4 separate regions of the Mus musculus genome follow, and all the other regions are linked to region 1. A link is a contact called in public HiChIP or PLAC-seq data. All regions are on one chromosome and are shown on one strand. The core of a region is the stretch at or near the end of the contact, and the rest is flanking DNA. Distances in the headings are between cores, read along the strand shown.

Region 1 (4,670 bases), core at 626-3,125:
AGAACTTCATGGACCAGCTAGCCTGTCACTCACAGCCATAAACAACAAAGACACTGTTTCAAACAGTGTGGAGGGAGAAGAGAGTGATGTAGTAACCCTTTTCCACATTATCTTTATACAGAAACAAAATCCAATGTAAGTATCAATAAGGTTCCCCTAGGGCCAGATAGGCTCATTCTAATTTTTTTTTTCATGAAAACAAAAACAAAACAAGTCCCCTTAAATCCATAGTAAACAAGTAAGGAAAATGTCCCTGCTTGTACTCCTATCTTTGAAGCTAGGGTTCTTTAAAGCTAGGGTGTGTGGGCATAGGCATTAGGACTGTTGACTAACTGAATGGAAAGGGAGCATAAAATGAGAGCCATGTTCTCAACAGAGGTGACCCCATGAGTCAGAGGGAGCGGGAGCAGGTGGCATGAGGGCAGTAAGTGACATCAGCCAGTGATTCAGGTTTGCCCAGCTCATCAAAGCTCCATAAAAAACAACCTGTTCACCGGGGCTCACAAAGCAAGGTGGAACACAGAGGCTCAGGTTGTCAAATACCTGGGCAGATGCCATTCCCAGTGTGCAGGAGCGGGCACCAGAAACTGTCTGCCTACAGGGAGGCATTAAAGGGTTCACTGTAGAAATGACAAGATACAGTAAAGCATAGTGCTAATCTTTGGTTTTTATTGAGTGCAGGCAACTCACAAAAATCCACTGATGAGCAAATATCATGCATGAGTTTTTTTCCTGAGTTTAATATAACTGAGCAGTGACTATTTTTTTGCTTGTTTACATTTATGTATTTTAGATCCGTCTGTCTGTCTATCTATCTTCCCCATGTGTGTGTGTGAGTGAGTGTGTGTGTATATATGTTCATATATACTATTCCATGCTTGTGTGTGGTTCAGAGGACAATGCCAGGGGACTGACTGATACTCCTTGCACCACACATTATCCAGGGATGAAATAACGCCAGATTAGCCTTGACCTTAAGCTCCTTAACCCAGTGAGCCATCTTACCATATTATCACAATTCCTGTGGCCATTTCATGGGTCTCAGTACCAAGACTGATTGCTCACACTTTGAATTCAGGTTGCTTTAGTTATTCTGAAGCCTGTGGGTTCCATATAAATGTACACTTACCCATCTATGTTTGCCCTCCCACCACCAGTGAATAAGGTGTCTCTTTTCCCCACATTTCTACCAGTGTTTGTTGCCATTTCTTTTCTTGATGATTGATGCTCTCAGTGGGAAGAGATGGGCACTCAAAGTGATCTTCATTTGCATCCACACAATGGCTAAGCATGCTGAACATTTCAATTTTGTCTGCTCATTTTGGTTTCTTCTTTTAAGAAGTCTCTGTTCAGTCTATCGGCCCATTTATTGTTTGGAAGTTTTATTTTGTGGAAGTAAGTTTTCAGTGGCTCCTGTAGTAGTTTGAATGAGAGATAGCCTGCGTATTTGAATACTTGGTACTGAGTTAGAGGTACTGTTTGAGGAGGTAGTAGGACTCTCAGGAGGTTCAACTTTACTGGAAGGAATGCATCATGGCTAGACATTGAGGTTTTATAGCCTCCCTACTCTCTCTCTCTCTCTGCCTCTCTTCCCCTTCCCCCCATTAGACTGTTTGTCTGTCTCTCTCCTCCCTCCTCCTTCTCTTCTCACTTCCTGTGTGTGGAAGAAAATGTCATCAGCCAGTTTCCTGCTCCCACCTCCATGCAGCTCTGCTGCTAAGATGGACTCCATCTCTCTAGAATTGTAAGTTAAAATAAACATTTTATTCCCTGAGTTGCTTTTGGTCCTGGCATTTTTATCACAGCAACCACAAAAGTGATGCAGCTCCCAGTCTCCCAGCTTGCACTGTATTACGTTTATTTTCAATCTCAGGAATGTAGGGCTGACCCGAGAGATCAGAAAAACAATGAAAGTAGTCATAGGCCAGTTCCTACTCAATAGCGTTAAGAAATCCAATCACTTGAGATTCGAGACACCAACATTTGACTCATTTATAAATCTAAGAATAGCTAAAATCTTGTCCAAAAGATTAGTCAAAACTGTCACCCTGTGGATGGAAACTCTCTTGTTGTTTTTTTTCTTCCCCAGGTAGAGGAAGGACAGGTGCCCTTCCTGGGTTATAATGCAGGCTGGGTTCACTCCTGTAAGAGAACTAGCCTATGGCTGTAATGGCCTCCCGTTGATGACTCATCCTGCCATAAAGTTGGATTTGTTTATTCTGGAGACTCATATTGTCATCCCAGCCCTGGGGTAATTTAAGCTCCTAAGAGCTTGTAAATAGATGGTTAAGGTGCCAAGGAAAGTAATTGGATGAGTATACTTCTCCCTCGAGTTACAGCCAGACTGTGGTATGTGGGCTCTGTGACGTCATGTGTCTGATGTGACGTATCACATGCTTCTGTGATTTCCCGATTCTTCTATCATCAGACCCATTCAACCGGTCCCCTCTCCTGTTACAAGCCCAACCCAGATGTTCCCAACAATATTGCTCATTCCTATCCTTTCCTGGTCATAAGCTGCTGCTTTCAGCTTTCTGTTTCTCTCAGAGATCTCTAGAGATCTCCAAATAGAACAAATTTCTTTTGTGTTGGTTTAAATGAGATATATCCTTCACAGGCTCATGAACTTGAACAATCAATCTCCAGTTGGTGGTTCTGTTTGGGGGAAGTTAAGGAACCATTAGGAGGTGGGGTTTTGCTGGAGGAAACACATCACTTGGGACGGTAGTGGAGACTTATAGCCAGATTCTACTTCCTGTCCCCCCTTTCTCTGCTTCCTTTGTGTAGATAAAATATGAGAACTCTGCTCCTGACAGGCAGGCTGGCCGCATACTCCTCTACCATGCCTTCCTATGTCCACTGGAACTACGAGCCAAAAATGGATCCATTTTTTTTTCTTAACTTGCTTCTGTCAAGAAGTTTATCACAGCAACAGAAAAGTAACTACCACAGATCCGTAATGACATCGAAGCCAACTGCAGACTCAGTCTGTGGGCCTGTGTCCAATCCTGACCGTCAGTCATGAGTCTCAGCAGCCTCCTGCTGAAACGAATGTTAAGGAGAAGAAGCATAGATGGAAACAGCAGGTGAACGTCTCTACAACCTAAGAGATGCCTTACAGACTTCCGACCGTGCATTGCTATTGCTGATGATCTGTAGTCAGTTCATGTGACAAGAAGCATGTAGCCCTTAGAGTGAAAAGACCAAGGCCATATGTCTTGTTCTTCCACACATGTTCTGTACAAGGCTGGCAACTTGAGACTGGCCTAACTGCTTGACAGCACTGTAATCAAATAACCAAACGGGACAATGCTTCATACTCTGGCTCACACATGTGAGATGCTGAGTTCTGAGTCAGGCGCTACTTGTTAACAGTTTTTAAAAAACCTAGTCATCTTATGACATAGCACTAAAATGATGATTCTTTGTGAATCTTCTACCACTCAGAATTTCACAAACTCCAAATGTGGCCCTACAGGACCCCTGCAATGACTCATGCTACTCTGAAACGGGATTTGCTTATTCTTGGGACCCATTTTGTCATCTTAGTCCATATATGGTGAACTGTTTAATTACAAGACGGAAAGGTGGAAGCTTCATGGATTAGACATTGCTGAGACCCACGAATGGAGACCTGTGTGGTATGCAGCAAAGTGTGTAACTGTGTGCACACAAGTGCAGCTGCCTACAGAGGCCAGAAGAGTGCGTCAGATCCTCTGGAGATGAGGTTATAGGCCATTGTGAGATGCTGAACATGGGCACTGGGACTCAAACTCGGGTTCCCTGAAAGAGCATCAGGTGTTTCTAACCAGTTACCAACCTTTCCAGCCTCTAGAGGCTGTTGTCTCTGTTTTTAATGGGCAAAAGATGTATTTTTTTCAAATACTATTTTTCTTTCTCTAGGGAAGTGTTACACTATCCGTGTAAAAGCTCACAAAGCTCTTAGAAAGCATAAGTAACGACTCTTTGCTTTTGCAGTATGGAGCTCCAAATTCCTCTCTTGCTATGACATGCATTTCACTAAAAGTTGGCAGAATTTTATGGGTTTTTCTCATTATTAAAGTAATATGATATTATTACAAAAAGTTTAAAAAAACCCACTTAAGTAAAAAGCAAATAAAAATGAAACAGTATTACTTTATCCAGAGATAATGGCCATTTAATTTTGCTTTGTATTTTTCCAATATTCTTTTCTTAGTTCCTGAAATTTCTTTTGTTGGATTTAATTAACTTTTACTACCTTTCCTTATTACAAGAAAAAAAGAAAAAAATATTCATAATCTTACCACCCAAAGATAACCATAATAATGCTGACCAATAACTTTGCAGGACTTAGGCTAGGCTTGAAATGCCCATATATGGCTTATTTTCTGCAGACTTAGTATGACACGTCTTTAATTTCCTTCCTGTAAAGAGTCAGTGTATGTGGTGAATTGTCTACATCAATAACTCAAAATGTTGTGCTGTGTTCAGAATACTTTGAATTATTGAGCCAATTTCCTGCTTGGTGGTTATTTAAGATGCTCCCAGTGTCTCACTGGTACAAGTGATCTATGATCAATGTTGTTCAATAACTCTTTTGTGTTTAATAATGTGTTTAAATGCAATTTGAAAGCTGTTTTTGTCTACTTGATTGGTTGTTTACATGAATCTTGTGTGTGCACAGGGCA
Region 2 (4,670 bases), core at 1,343-3,842, 460 kb before region 1:
GAGTGTTTAATTAAAATGGCCTATTTAATTATTTTTTCTTTCTTGCTCTATTCCTTATATTATCATCTTAAATTTTAAAAATATTGGCTCTGTGATTTTTGTTTTATTAGATTCACATTCATTTGACTTTAAGTCACCCATGTGGTTTGGGGAGGTAATTGTCTCCATTTGATTGGCTTTGCCATAATTCTACTGGGGCTTTCATCTTTCTTCTGGGGGTTTCCCCTCCACATCGTTGGGCATATGAAAATACTACCTTAGATGTTTCATAGGTATTTTAAGATAGGTTTGTGGGGGAGGGCATTTCATTTAGCTGATTTCAGCTATCTAATTAATTCATCAGAAATGAGGCCGAATGAGAGGGAGGCCCCATAGACCCAGGCGCACTGAGAAACAGATTAGGTTAATTCCTAGCAGAGCCAGAACACACTCGGGTTAGGGGAACAGAAGCTTTTGTGTGTGTGTGTGTGTGTGTGTGTTATATGTACATGTGTGTGTTTGTGTGTTATATGTACATGTGTGTGTGTATGTGTGTTATATGTACGTGTGTGTGTATGTGTGTTATATGTACATGTGTGTGTTTGTGTGTGTTATATGTACATGTGTGTGTATGTGTGTTATATGTACGTGTGTGTGTATGTGTGTTATATGTACGTGTGTGTATGTGTGTTATATGTACATGTGTGTGTATGTGTGTTATATGTACATGTATGTGTTTGTGTGTGTTATATGTACATGTGTGTGTGTGTATGTGTGTTATATGTACCTGTGTGTGTATGTATGTTATATGTACGTGTGTGTGTGTTTGTTTGTGTGTGTGTGTTATATGTGTGTGGGAATACTTACATGGCCTCCTTGTAGAGGCTAGAGGACAGTGTGTCAGGTGTCTTCTTCTGATACCTCTCACTCTATTCCTTTTGAGACAGGCTCTTCCACTTAACTTGGCTGGGAGTCTGCGAGATTCACTGATTTTCTTATTTCTGCCCCTGATACTGCTGGGGTTGTAGGTATGTATGGCTGTGACCAACTCTTTACCTGAGTGCTGGGGATTTGAACTCATGTTCTCATGCTTGTACACCGATAGCTCTTACTCACTAGGCACCTTCCCTCCCTCACCAGTGATTTAATACAACTACGCATTTATCTTTCTCTTTGTTAGTAAGTGGTGATAGAAGATCTGACTTATATATTTAAACATAGATGGTCTAGTGTTTTACAAATAAGGACACCTCACTTGAGTTTTAAACTTTCCTTGAGGAATGGTGGGACAAGTGGATGCTCACAGTCAGCTATTGGATGGATCACAGGGCCCCCAATGGAGGAGCTAGAGAAAGTATCTAAGGAGCTAAAGAGATCTGCAACCCTGTAGGTGCAACAACATTATGAACTAACCAGTACCCCAGAGCTCTTGACTCTAGCTGCATATGTATCAAAAGATGGCCTAGTCGGCCATCACTGGAAAGAGAGGCCCATTGGACACACAAACTTTATATGCCCCAGTACAGGGGAATGCCAGGGCCAAAATATGGGAATGAGTGGGTAGGGAAGTGGGGGGGGGGGAGGGTATGGGGGACTTTTGGGATAGCATTGGAAATGTAATTGAGGAAAATACGTAATAAAAAAAAAAACCAAAAAAAAAAAAAAAAACCAAAAAAAACATCAACATGTCACAACCTAGAAGCACGTGGGAAGGGAGCCTGAAGGAGAAATTGCCTTGATCAGATTGGCCCGTGGGCATGTCTCTGGGGGGTTATCTTGATTGCTTTGGTTAGCAAAGTTTGGGAAGGAACACCCTAAGTGGAGGTGGCATCATTTATAGGCTGGACTGTACAAGTAAAGAAAGCTAGCTGAATAGAGCAAGCTGGCAGTGTGACTGTGTCTAGTTTTCCCTGGTCTTTGCCGTATATATGACATGACTGGCTATCTCAAGCTCCTGCCTCCCTAACTTCAATGATAAACAGTAACCTGAAGTTGTAAGACACAAATCTTCCCTATTTGTCAGGGTGCTTCATCCCAGTCACAGTGACAGTGAGACAGAGCTGTGTTTTAGGTCTCCTGAGTTTCCTATTTTTTCTTTTAGTGAACAAATAGTTTTTTTTTTTTTTTTTTTTGAGTGTTTGGTTTTGCCTCAATTTTCTTATTTTGAGGGAGGGAAAGGCGATGAAGGATGGGTAGTTGTACTATCACTCTATGAACACAAATGGAGGTTTATGCCCACACAGGAGAATGTTGGAGTCAGGGACCATTAAACTTTCTTCGGGCTCAGATGGGAATCCTGGAATATGTTTGAATATAAAACCGAAGCCAGTGAACTCCGAGGGGAGACATGATCCTGGGGTTGGGGCTGGAGACAGTTTGAACAGAGGGACAGTTTGAAGAGGCGAGTTTGCCTAAAATCTGTCATGAGAATTTAAGCCATGGATGATGGGAAATTGTGGAGAGAAGGATTGGTTGTTGTGTGAACTTATGCAATCAACGTGAGGGCGCGCACACTTCGTCTGGCTCCAGGCCAGCAGCTCTCTGAGGAGCACTGTCAGGATTAATCAGAGTTTGCATGGAAACTGCAAAACTGAGAAACCCCTGCGAGTGCCAAATGTTATCAGCTTGCATCACAGCTTAAGTATTTGGTGGTGTGGTGTGAGGAGGAGCCACTTGCAGGAAATCTTAACGTTTTTTCTAGCGCTCTCTCGCACCCAACTTCGTTTTGATTTCACTGGAGCTTGGTGACTCGGGATTCTTCCTGGCTGTCTTTCTACTTACCTCCTAAGCGTGACAATGCCTGTGCTACATTCCTGTGGTTTGTGTTCTTACTTGTAATTTCAAATTAAAGCTATTTTATACATGGGAAGAGTAAACAGAACTGCAGTGCAGGCCTCAGAAACGATCTTAACTGGGATTGACAGACAAAACTGTTTCCTTTAGAAGAGATCTGCTTTCCCACCTTACCCTCATGCAGTGTCCTGTAGAGAGTCTGGGGTTATAGAAACATCTGCACAAAAAGTGGTCCCATCCCAAAGTGCAGATTCCCTTCATGCCACCAACTTGCCATTGTTGTAACCCCCAAATTAATGATACTAGAGAGACTTGAGTGTGTGTACAGTTTGCCTCTGTGTTCCCTGCCACCACCACCACCATCCCACCCCTGCAGCAAGCCTACTCCTCCTTGGCCCCTCCCCTATTGTTAGAATGGCACTACCCATCAAACTCCCCCTAAATGAAGACATTTTGAGGGGACAGCTTGAGACATCCTCCCCGCCTTTTTGTCTCCAACACTCTTGATAAACAGCCGAACTCTTCAGGGTGCTTGTCCTTGAGACCTTAGAAAAATCACAAGCTCAAGGGAAATCAGAGGTCAGGTCAGAGACAGTTATGACTGGCTATGAAGTTAGTCCCTGAACAGACACCCATTAACCCCCTCCCACTTCTGTACCTTTCCACCAAATGATTACAGCCCTTTACTCCCCTTTTCTGTGAACATTCATAACTATACCGTATATAAACCCAGTGTTTTCTGAACTCAGGGTTGCTTGCCAGCATTCACTCAGTGAGTTCGAGGCAGGCAATCCGAGTTCCAATGTGGAACAATAAAAGACTCTTTTGGGAGTTGCAGTGGACTTTGCAATTCTTGGACTTGTCTGGGTTTCCCGTGGACTCCGGACACAATGCCATCGGTCCTGGTTTGAAAACCACTTTCTCCCAGCTGTAGTAGACACATGCAAAGCCAGGCCTAGGTGCTAGTGAGGCAAATGGAAGGTGGAAGATCTCTTTGTTCTAAGTGAAAGAGGATAGATGTATAATAGAAAGATAAAATGAAAATCAAGGCTCATCACAGAGTAATAGGGACTCCATTTTGGACTCCCAGGCGAAGGTCCGCTCTGTCACAGCAGCTTTGATAATGATGGATAATCTTTAGCACTGAAATGCTGTCAGTCATTGGCTATAGAGAAAAAGCTGTCTTCCTGCTGGTGTCTATTGTCCACTTCTGGAGAATGTATTAAGTGTCCTTTTTAAAAAATTTTTTTAAAATTTTAATTTTAATTTTTTTGCTTCTGTGTATATTCTATAGTCTTTCATTTGTTTATACTTTATGCTGGTGTGGTGGTTTGAATAGGTATGGCCCCCACAGACTCACGTGCTTGAATGCTTGGTTCATTTTTTTAATCGATTCTATGAATGCAAGCATTATTATTAATGTACCTTCTTCCATAGACATAAATCCCAACAGACCCCTGCCCCAACAAGGAAGTTGAAAAGTCAGAAATCCTGTGACATTGCATCTCTGCTTTGGTACCCAGAAGAGAGCTTGAGACTCTTCAAGGCTTCCAACGCTTCGGGGAGTCCAGGGTCATTCTGAGAGCACTCCTCGGAGTTCTTCTGCCTGGTGGTCCTTCTTGTTGTACAGTAGTGACGACAGCGTGTTATCCAACCCTTGTAGCCCTTCAAAAACTGCCTGTGCCTCATCTCTCTTTGACGCTGCTTGAAGAACCAGTAGCTGATGACTTCTTTGGGCAGTTTGAGTTCCTCAGCCAAGGCCTGCAGAATTGCCTCCTTAGGGAACCAGTCTATCTGGAAGTACTTTCTTAGCTTCTGGAACTGCTCATAGGTGAACATAGAGATTATTCTATTCACGCCAGACAGACTCTGAATTGTCTTCATCTCAGTTTCTTCCA
Region 3 (4,670 bases), core at 1,625-4,124, 380 kb before region 1:
TTAAGGGAGAAAGAAATTACTTGGCTCACAATTTCAGATTATATCCCATTGTTCCAGGGAAGCCAAGACCACAGGAGCTTGAAGCAACTGGGCATATCACATCTACAGTGGAGAGCAGAGTGGAGCAAGTTTGTTTTTCTACTCCTGCACAGTCCAGGACCCCAAGCACAGGGAATGGTACTGCCCACAGTGGGTGAGTTCCTTTACACAAACTGGTGTGATTAAGATAATTCTTCATAGATATGCTCAGAGGCCTTTCTTCTGGGTGAGTCTAGATTGTGTTAAGATGGCAATTAGAGCTAGCCATCAGAAGGCTTGGAGCTAGGAGGTGATTTCTGCTTCTTATTCTTGGTAACAAGTTCTATCTTGGCCAGAATCCAGAAATGTCCTTGGTTATATTGCAATGCTGTCCTGGGGACAGAGGCCAGAAAAGTCAACAATGTTTAGGGAGACTCTTTGGGTTTCTGGTTTCTTGTCTTTATACTTATTCCTCTTTTACACAGCCATCTAATGAGCATAGCTGCCTGGAAGGGACCCGCGATTATATACTTCCTTGTCCCTAGAAGATGTCTGTCAAACTATAGACTAAGTACTGGATGGGATGTGCATGAGTATCTCATGGTGGGCCAACTGAACTCACCAACTCATCTCCTCCAAAATGCAACCTTATTAAGCTTTATAATATATACATATGCGTATATATACTTATATAAGTGTATGCTTAATTATATATATGTATACTTAATTATATATGTGTGTATACACATATATGTGTATTTGTATATATACATATACACATATATGCATATATATAGATAGTAAGAATATATACAGATAGTATGTATATACACAGATAGTATGTATATATACAGATAGTATTAATTAAGCCATATATGTATGTGTACACACACACACATTCTTGTTTTGGGAGCTCTGTTCATCTCCTTTCTCTTAATCTCTCTTTTACAATAAAGCTTCATCCTGAAACTCACACCTCATGCTTATGTTGACTATGAAATTTATTTTTCACATTCACTAGACTTGGTAGCTGCCAATCATCTAGTGCTCTAGCTCCTGAATTACACTCACCAGAGATGAGAAAGTCTCCATTCATTCCAGAGTTAAGCAGTAGGAAGTCAGTACTACAGGCACAGGACATGAAGGCCTGGTGAGCTCCTAAAAGAGATGCTGACCAGCACTGACCAAGCATGGCCAGGACGCTCATGCCAAATGCCATGAAAGGATTAAAAAGCAGAGGGTGGCCTAAAGACCGCCACAGGCCAGTGTGACATTCCTGTGTGTTTTGTTGAGTCCAGCAGGAGAGTGGCAAGGAGGAGAGGAAGTGGCTTGAGTCATGGACCTCACAGGCTCTGGTTCTCCAGTGATCTGGGAGCACACAGGAAAGACCTTGAGGAAATCTTGCCACTAAACTTATTAATACCTTGAGCACTTTAAAAGATTGGGGGCAGGGAGGCAACTTTCATTTCAAACCTTAGCCTCTATCCTGAGAAGATGATAGGATTCATGAGTGTTATAATGATACCCTTTCCTGAAGTAGTTAAATGGCTTCCGGTCTTGTCAGTTGTTGATATTCACTTCTCTGGGAATTTTAAGCCTTTGACAACAACCTATCATGTACTAACACAGAACATACTAAAATGTTTTTTCTAAATATCTTTCTCATGTTGAATTATACTCTGAGGTATGTGTATATGTGTGCACACAAGTGAAGATGTAAGATGTGTCTATGTGTAAGCTTGTTTCATATGTGGTATTTTGGACAATGTGTATGCTAAGTGTGTATAAATGAACAGGACGGATATGGTTGAGCTTGTCCAAGTTGAGATATGCATATCTGTGGTCAAAGTATTTTATGCCATGTTGGAAGAAGTCACCCAATAAAATATTAGACAGATACAATGTCATCTCTATTTAAATTAAGACACCTTATGCATGGGATGTGGTGGTAAGTTGACTCTCTAGGCGACTGAAGAGGTTAGCCCTGATATATAGCAATTGCCAATAGCCATGGTGTAAATGCTTTCACCGCAGATAACTTCAAATTGTCAGTATGATATCACTAAGTATGGAGATCAGGGTTGGCTCATATGTGTCAGTAGGAACCTGACTAAACATGTAATTAACCACTATGAAGTCAAGTGTATAATGACATCAATAATTCTCACTTTTTGGAGGCTTTGAGAATATTTTCACACACACACACACACACACACACACACACACACACACGTGTGTGTTCCTTTCTCATGTATGACCACCAGGGAAACGCTGGTGTAATATGAATGAAGAGACTGTGTCTTTTAAGGAATAAAACATGAGACATATATAAGCACTGTTAAACCAGAATAAACTAGGACAGACTTCAACCATGGGTTAATATTGGACAAAGAACACACAAAGGAGGCTGCTTAAAAGGGTGGTTAGCTGGCCTAGCAAGGAAAACAGCCAGAAGAGATAGCCAAGGATATTAAAGACATAATTTTTCCTATGTCATAAATCTGCTATGGGTATGGGCTGCTCATAGATCATAGAACTTGCCATGCAGGGTTCATGTTCCATTACCCACTCTAATGGAGGAAAGCCGAACAGTGAAACTCATAACAATGTTCGGCTCTGAAAGGAACATGCAATTGGATCTGAAGAGAAGGTTGGTCTTCTTGTCCCATGGGTGGCTTACCTGCTTTCTCGGGAGTGTTGAGAACACACCCATGACAAAGCATCTTGTTAGGAATCAAGAGAAACCATGGGCCAAGTTCAATCCCCTTTGTGTGCTTGAGTGTAGGGTTACTGCGGGGTAGTTAGCTCCCCATGAGAACGTTGGCAGTCTCACTCAAGAATCAGTTCTAAGTTTGAGGTGGTGACTCAGTGGGTGATGTATTTGCTGTACAAACATGGGGGTGTGAATTCATATTCCCAGCATCCATGGAGAAGCTGAAGCTTGGCATGGTGGCACATGTCTGCAAATGAACTGGGGAGGGGACAGGCAGATCCTGTGGCTCAGGTTCAATGAGAGGCCATGTCTCAAGAAAATAAGATGGAAAAAATTAGAAGAAACCATGTAAGCTGACTTCTGTCCTCCATATGTGAAATTATGAACACACACACACACAAACACTCACAGACACACATATGCACAGGCACACACAGGCATGCACACATGTACACAACACAAATTCCTTTTTTTTTTTGAGACAGGGTTTCTCTGTGTAGCCCTGGCTGTCCTGGAACTCACTCTGTAGACCAGGCTGGCCTTGAACTCAGAAATCCGCCTGCCTCTGCCTCCCAAGTGCTGGGATTAAAGGCATGCACCACCACTGCCAGGCCACACATGAGTTCTAATGAAAGGTTTGAAATAAATCTTGTCTTAGAAATAAAAACGTCTTTTTCTAAGAAAAACATATTTAATTCATTTGTAGGGTTTAGAGGTTCTCTCCCCTACCCCCAACCCTGTGTGTGTGTGTGCACGCGCACACACGCACACGCGCACAGGTGTACAGCTTCAGTTGCTGCTGACTATAAGAGAAATCAATATCTGGCCACTGGCAGTTGTGGACTGTTACAGCTTGGTGACAGCTGATATATTGGTACTTGGCAATGAGAAGAAAGGCTGGTATGCATGCTATCAATTTTTAGAGCTTATTTTATCTATGCCAATACCAGTGACCCAACATTCCATTTATCATTCTTGCTCGTGGAAGAAACAGTTGATAAAGGACAATAACTTTTAGCCTATATAATTCATATACTTTTCCATGTACCAGTTGTGGGATAGAGAAATAGAAATATAAAGTTCTCTTGGAGGTTGGGTGTATGGGACATACTTGGCGATGCATTTCTGTTGGAAGAGGACTTGCCTACCATACACAAAGCCACAGGTCCAGTCCCTAAGCAGTGCATAAACTGGGTGTGGGCCCACACTTGTAATCCTAGCACTTGGGGGACAGAGGCAGAAAGACCAGAAGATCAGGGTTATTCTTCAGCTACACAGTGAGCTTGAGAGACATTGCCCAGCTTGACATACAGGAGATTGTTTCCAAAGGAAAGAAATCCTTTAGTTCCGAGGCCTGAGCTCCCAAAAGCCTAAGCAGTGAGTGGCTTCAGCTTTTCCTTCCGTGTGTGGCATCTACTTGTTCATGTTTGCCTGCCTTCAACACCACTTCTGGGCTGTATTACCTCACCAAGAGATGAATGCACCGCTATCTTTCTTGGTAATGAGAATAATCTTGATATCTAGTACCCCAAAGCAGGGTGCTGTTCACACTTGGCTGAGGGTTGCTTCTACCTTATTCTAATCCACAGAGATCCCTGTGATACTAGAAACCAAGGCTTGGAGTGGCTGAGCCATGACCCTGAACCTCCCCAGATTAAGTAAGGGTGACCCTTTGTTTGCTCTGTCTCCAAACAAAGCCCACTTGCTGCAAAGACGCACAGGCACACCCAGTGCGTTGTGCTTTTAGTATCTCCTTGTTCTGATATAATGTATGCATAACAGCCAGAAAGATCACCCCACTGACCCTCTCTTTCCTGGGAGACCTCCTGACAGACCCACCCCAAACACTTTGACCGTTTACTTCTAAAAACCCTGAGAACTCAGCTACATGCTAAACTAGCCCAGATCACAGGTTTCTCTCTGCATCAAGTGCCATCTT
Region 4 (4,670 bases), core at 1,156-3,655, 280 kb before region 1:
GGTGCTGCTCTGTGGGTGAGCAGAGAGGAGGGTAGAAGTGAGCTCAGGCTGAGGGGAAGGTGAACTGGTTCGGACCCTACAAGAATTAATAGAAGCAAGTATGAGCTTAGGTGACTCCACCCTAGCTAAGTCTCCATGTTGTCTCCACTTGAAGCAGTGACTGAGTGACAATGCCTGTGGGGGAGACAGGCCCCTTCTTAGGCAGATTTCATTTCTTCTGAGGTAATCCCAGGAAAAACATCAATTTAGTGCTAGCTTCTCTAAGGTAGAAGAATAGATCCTTCATTCTTTATTCATGTATGTGTGTGTTTTCATATATAGTTTATAAGAGCTTATACAAATAAAGTATAAAATTTTTCAAGGGAAGTATAGGCAAATTACCAAAGCATTTACTATGTGTAAGGGATTAACTATCTAGTAGTCTAGCAAACAGTCTTTCCCTAAGACTTCTTATAATAATACATTCAAAATAGGAAAAAGGTGAATTATGCAGTTAAATGTTAAAAACAAGAAAATTTAAATATTCTTTGATCTTCAAAGTAGATACTGAGTTATAATAAAAGCAATAATGATATAAAAGTAAAGAGAGTTAAACCAGGAAATTTTAAATATTTTAGTATTAAAATCATCAACAAAATTAATCATCTATCTATCTCCCCAAAAGACTTTCCTGTCTGTTACTGTAATAAAACACTCTGACCAAAAGCAATGTAGGAGATAATAGGGTTTATTTAAACTTACTTGTTATAGTCAACCATGGCAGGAAGTCAGGGCAAGAACTCAAGCAAGAACCTGAAGACAGACCATCTTAAAGGTCAACACAGCAGTACTTCTAACCATGGACCTTACTCATAGCCAAGAAAGTGGGCAGAAACCATGGAAAAAAATGCTACTTCATGTCTCCCACAGCAGGCTCGTGCTTAGCTAGCTTTCATATCCAACATTAGACTGCCTGCCCAGGGAGTTGTGTCCTCCTGCATCAATCACCAACCTAGATAGCCTCCTACAGACATGTCCATGGGCCAATGTAATCTTGACAATCCCTCAATTGAGACTTAAGCTGTGCCACGTTGGCAGTTAAAGATAACTGGGAGACTACCTATCATCTTTCATCTGTCTATCATCTTTCATCTCTCTATTTTCACCATCATGATATAGTTACTCATCTATTTATAATCAAGCTATATCAAGCTATTTGGGGACTTAGAAAAGAGAATAAAAATAAGCAAACCAAAAAGGAATTACTGGTAACTCTCCCTGAGTATAATATTATAGCTGCTTTATACTTTCTTTGATGCCTTTACTGTAGTTCCCAAGGGCTAAGTGAGCATGCAATTTTGATCACAAAAGAGAAATCAAAATATATCATAAACTAAAGCAACATCTATGATCTTGTATAAGAATTTGATACATTTTATTAGGTTTTGTATGGTGTTTTTAGTCCCTTCAAATTTATGCTTAAGAGCATATGAGACATCTACATTCCTACAACTGCTGTTATGTTACACTTAAGCTTGAGAGGCCTGTTAAAATCTAAATCACTAGAGATGGGGTTAGGTAGTAGAGCAGGGTATATAATCCTAGCATGATTGTCATAGGCATGATCTGTTTATTTTTCACATATCATGAAGTGATCTTTAAAGCTCTTGAGTCAATTATAAGATTAGCTTTCTAGGTAAAGGGCAATAATTTATACCTTAGAGAAAACATTCTTGGCATTGAGGAAGGTCATATTTTATGATGTTTGGAACTTTATGTAGAAAAAGAAACATGATAGCTCTGTGTTTTAATTAAGATTTATTTTTCATTTAATTTGTGGAGTTGTCCATTGTTGTTGTAGAAGTTCTGGGCTTCTGAATCGGGAGTGCACGGACATGGGAGCTCTTCTTCCTATGGGGTTGTATACCATGTAGTAAAGATCTAAGGGAGCTTACTTAGTGCAGTGACATGCACAGGATACATCAAAGTGACATTAGATCTTAAAGAGGCCCTGCTAGATGAACCATTCTGGAACAAAAATATGTGGTCCTACTTGGTGTTGTGACTCTTAGGCTGGTAAAATTCCCAATAAGTGGTTTCCTGTCTGTTACCTCCACCTCCACCCCATCCCTAAGTGTGTGCTACATCTCATCAACTGAAACATTAGTCACATAAACTAGCCAGATCTAATGGCAAAACCCAGCATTAATTGGCAGAAGACATTTGGCCAATGTGGGAATCTCACCTTCAATATCGATCACTCCTCAGGGCAGAACAGGTAACCTCTCTACACCAACCCTACTAACTAGCTAATGGGTCCTACATGAATGCAGCCCAAACCACATATTAGATTGCTAGTCAGACTGGAATGTTCCTCAGTTGTAATCAGGAGCAGCGTTTGCAATTTGGGCTTATCCACATGATCCGTCTCTTATTATTACAGATCACAAAGAACCAACTGTATTCATAAGCATATGAACATTACTCACACAGGCTAGATTGTATGAGCAAGAAAAAACAAAGAAAAGAGTAAAATAAATGGAGCAAGGAGAGAGACACAAATGTGAGATTGTTGAACTGGACGGGATCTTGGAGAGAAACCCAGGCTTCTGAACTCAACATTTTATAGCTTGTCTTTATAACGAAGAAAGGAAGCAAAGAGTACTCAGCTCATTAGGGGTGGAGAAGGGGCCAGGGCATTTAACTCTTTATTTCTTCTAGCTCTTAGAAGTCTGCACACTATCTGAGTTGCCATTCTAACTCATGAGAGGGAAAGCAGCTACTGGGTGGGAGCTAAAAGAGAGAAGTGTGATCTTTGGTGGGGATGGAGATGAAGACCATGCCTGCTTTTTAATTTAAAGAGAGAACATGCTCTTCTGTTTTGCCTACTGTTAGCATTGGTGTGGCTCAGAATGACTGGGCATTCCAGTCTCACTTTCTCATATCCTCTTGGCCTCTAGATTGCCCGAGGCTGTGCGACTGCCCTGTGCTTATCTATGGCTTTAGTGAAGTCATGCTCTGCCACTACCTTCTGGTCATCCTTCCAACTCTCCCGGGACTCTGCTGAGGGCCTCCTGGGCTAAGACCTCATCTTCTCTGAAGACTGCTGTAACTAAGATGGTCTTGAATATTGTAAGTCAGAAGTCAGACCACATGGTCCAAGAAGAACAGTATCTAGTTCCTTATTCCCTCCCTTTTAGGAAAGCATGGTTAGTGTTTGAGATTCTCTCTCTCTCTCTCTCTCTCTCTCTCTCTCTCTCTCTCTCTCTCTCTTATATTAGAGGCCTGCTTGTGGTGGAACTCTTCTGTTTATAGAATATCTGTCTTGGAGGGTTTAGAAGTCTTCACATCAAAATTACGTAAGTCCTTCCCCAAACACGTCAGTGAACACTGAGTTTTGATGGCCAGGTTGATTTCTAAAATATCCTTGTAGGAATTTGAAAACCATCAGAGGCTTAATATTGTTTACATCGATATCTGTAGTGTGTCCCCAAGGTTTGTAGACACAACTTGTCAGTTCCTTATCTCCTCTAGGGTTCTAAATGCCTGTTCCTGGGTGTGCTTCAGCTACTGAGAGGCCACAGGAAGAAGAGAGCACAGCTCAGACCTTCATCTCTTTTCTAGGACCACTTCTACCCTGCCCCTCTGCCCATCGTCTGTTCATTATGTCTGGAAATGAGGGAGCTAGTCAACACAATCCCACTGTTTTCCAACCCACCCTTCACAGTGTTGTCAAAGCATCAGCTTTCAATGCATGGAATCAGCTGAATTGTCACCACATCCATGGATCCTTGCTGTGTAAAGCACAGGGCCTATACAGTACCCATGGCTGTGTGCCACCCACCTCGTACCTCATGTAATGCTGACTACATGCATGCTGAAATTCTGATCACTAGGACAATCAAACCTCACAGTGCCCTTTAGGTCCCCCTACCTGTAAACCTCACATTCTCCCATGAAGGGGACTTTACAGTACAGGTCAAAGTCCTGTCTTATGAAGATTTCCTATGTGCCATGAACCCTGTAGAGTATTGCCCTTTCTACACTACAAATATAAATGTAAATGAGTTGCTTATCCTTTTCCTGCCCAGTTTTTCTGACCTTTGAATTATAAAGGGCAATGTCTTCTACCACCGAGCTTCATCTTAGCCTTAAACTTCTTTCTAATGGTTTAATTTAAGCAACCCATGATTCAAAGCAACAGCAAAGACCACAGTCATTCAGAGACCCACTGGAGGATGAAGAAGGGAAATTGGTGGTATTTTCAGAAATAACAGGTTACGGCTGTTCTTGCTTGTCAGTTTGACTACATCTGAAATGAACTAAATGCTCAAGGGTCATCCCAGACTGTGATTGTCCTCAGTTAGAAACTGTTTCCTCAAATAGTAATCAGGGTCGAGGGACCCACCCTGAGTCTGGATCACACCCAGTGGCAGCCCATTGAAAAGAAGAGAAAGAGGAACATTTGTTCTTTGCCTGACTGCCCTGGCTCTTGTTTCACTGGCATTAGAATCCACTTCTTCAGGATTCTAGACTGAAGACCAGCTCAGATACCCATTATGTGGACTGAATAACTACTGGATTCTCAGACTGCTCTTGAGAGACAGAACTGTTGGATTGGCTGGACCGTGGCCTGATCCTTGGGGTGGTAGTCTTTTTCATCACCTGGATACTTATTAGAAAAACAAATT

Evidence for each region. HiChIP or PLAC-seq counts read pairs in DNA pulled down with a chosen protein or histone mark.
Region 2: a contact with region 1 is called in a FOXA1 HiChIP or PLAC-seq map of pancreatic cancer cells. The contact joins two enhancer-like sites. A contact is called at or near these places in 1 of 15 datasets of contacts at CTCF or cohesin (the NIH/3T3 cell line) and 1 of 115 datasets of contacts at active chromatin or transcription factors (pancreatic cancer cells).
Region 3: a contact with region 1 is called in a FOXA1 HiChIP or PLAC-seq map of pancreatic cancer cells. The contact joins two enhancer-like sites. A contact is called at or near these places in 1 of 484 Hi-C or Micro-C datasets (the N1E-115 cell line) and 1 of 115 datasets of contacts at active chromatin or transcription factors (pancreatic cancer cells).
Region 4: a contact with region 1 is called in a CTCF HiChIP or PLAC-seq map of the NIH/3T3 cell line, with 5 read pairs. The contact joins two enhancer-like sites. A contact is called at or near these places in 2 of 15 datasets of contacts at CTCF or cohesin (the NIH/3T3 cell line and pro-B cells).

Annotation. Positions count from the first base shown.
Region 1 is chr1:184,138,461-184,143,130 of GRCm38.p6, forward strand. No RefSeq gene overlaps it. Among named protein-coding and RNA genes, the nearest start is that of Dusp10, 110 kb to the left of the region's middle. Within about 2 kb of position 1,876, at least 48 of the 459 cell types and tissues checked have an H3K27ac peak or open chromatin away from gene starts, as enhancers often do. A contact at or near this core is called in the NIH/3T3 cell line and pancreatic cancer cells, where this site is marked.
Region 2 is chr1:183,677,524-183,682,193 of GRCm38.p6, forward strand. No RefSeq gene overlaps it. Among named protein-coding and RNA genes, the nearest start is that of Gm39724, 48 kb to the left of the region's middle. Within about 2 kb of position 2,593, at least 51 of the 459 cell types and tissues checked have an H3K27ac peak or open chromatin away from gene starts, as enhancers often do. A contact at or near this core is called in the NIH/3T3 cell line and pancreatic cancer cells, where this site is marked.
Region 3 is chr1:183,758,922-183,763,591 of GRCm38.p6, forward strand. All of the region lies in intron 1 of Gm34068 (predicted gene, 34068), which reads left to right. Among named protein-coding and RNA genes, the nearest start is that of Gm34068, 12 kb to the left of the region's middle. Within about 2 kb of position 2,875, at least 5 of the 459 cell types and tissues checked have an H3K27ac peak or open chromatin away from gene starts, as enhancers often do. A contact at or near this core is called in pancreatic cancer cells, where this site is marked.
Region 4 is chr1:183,862,831-183,867,500 of GRCm38.p6, forward strand. No RefSeq gene overlaps it. Among named protein-coding and RNA genes, the nearest start is that of Gm34130, 72 kb to the right of the region's middle. Within about 2 kb of position 2,406, at least 34 of the 459 cell types and tissues checked have an H3K27ac peak or open chromatin away from gene starts, as enhancers often do. A contact at or near this core is called in the NIH/3T3 cell line, where this site is marked.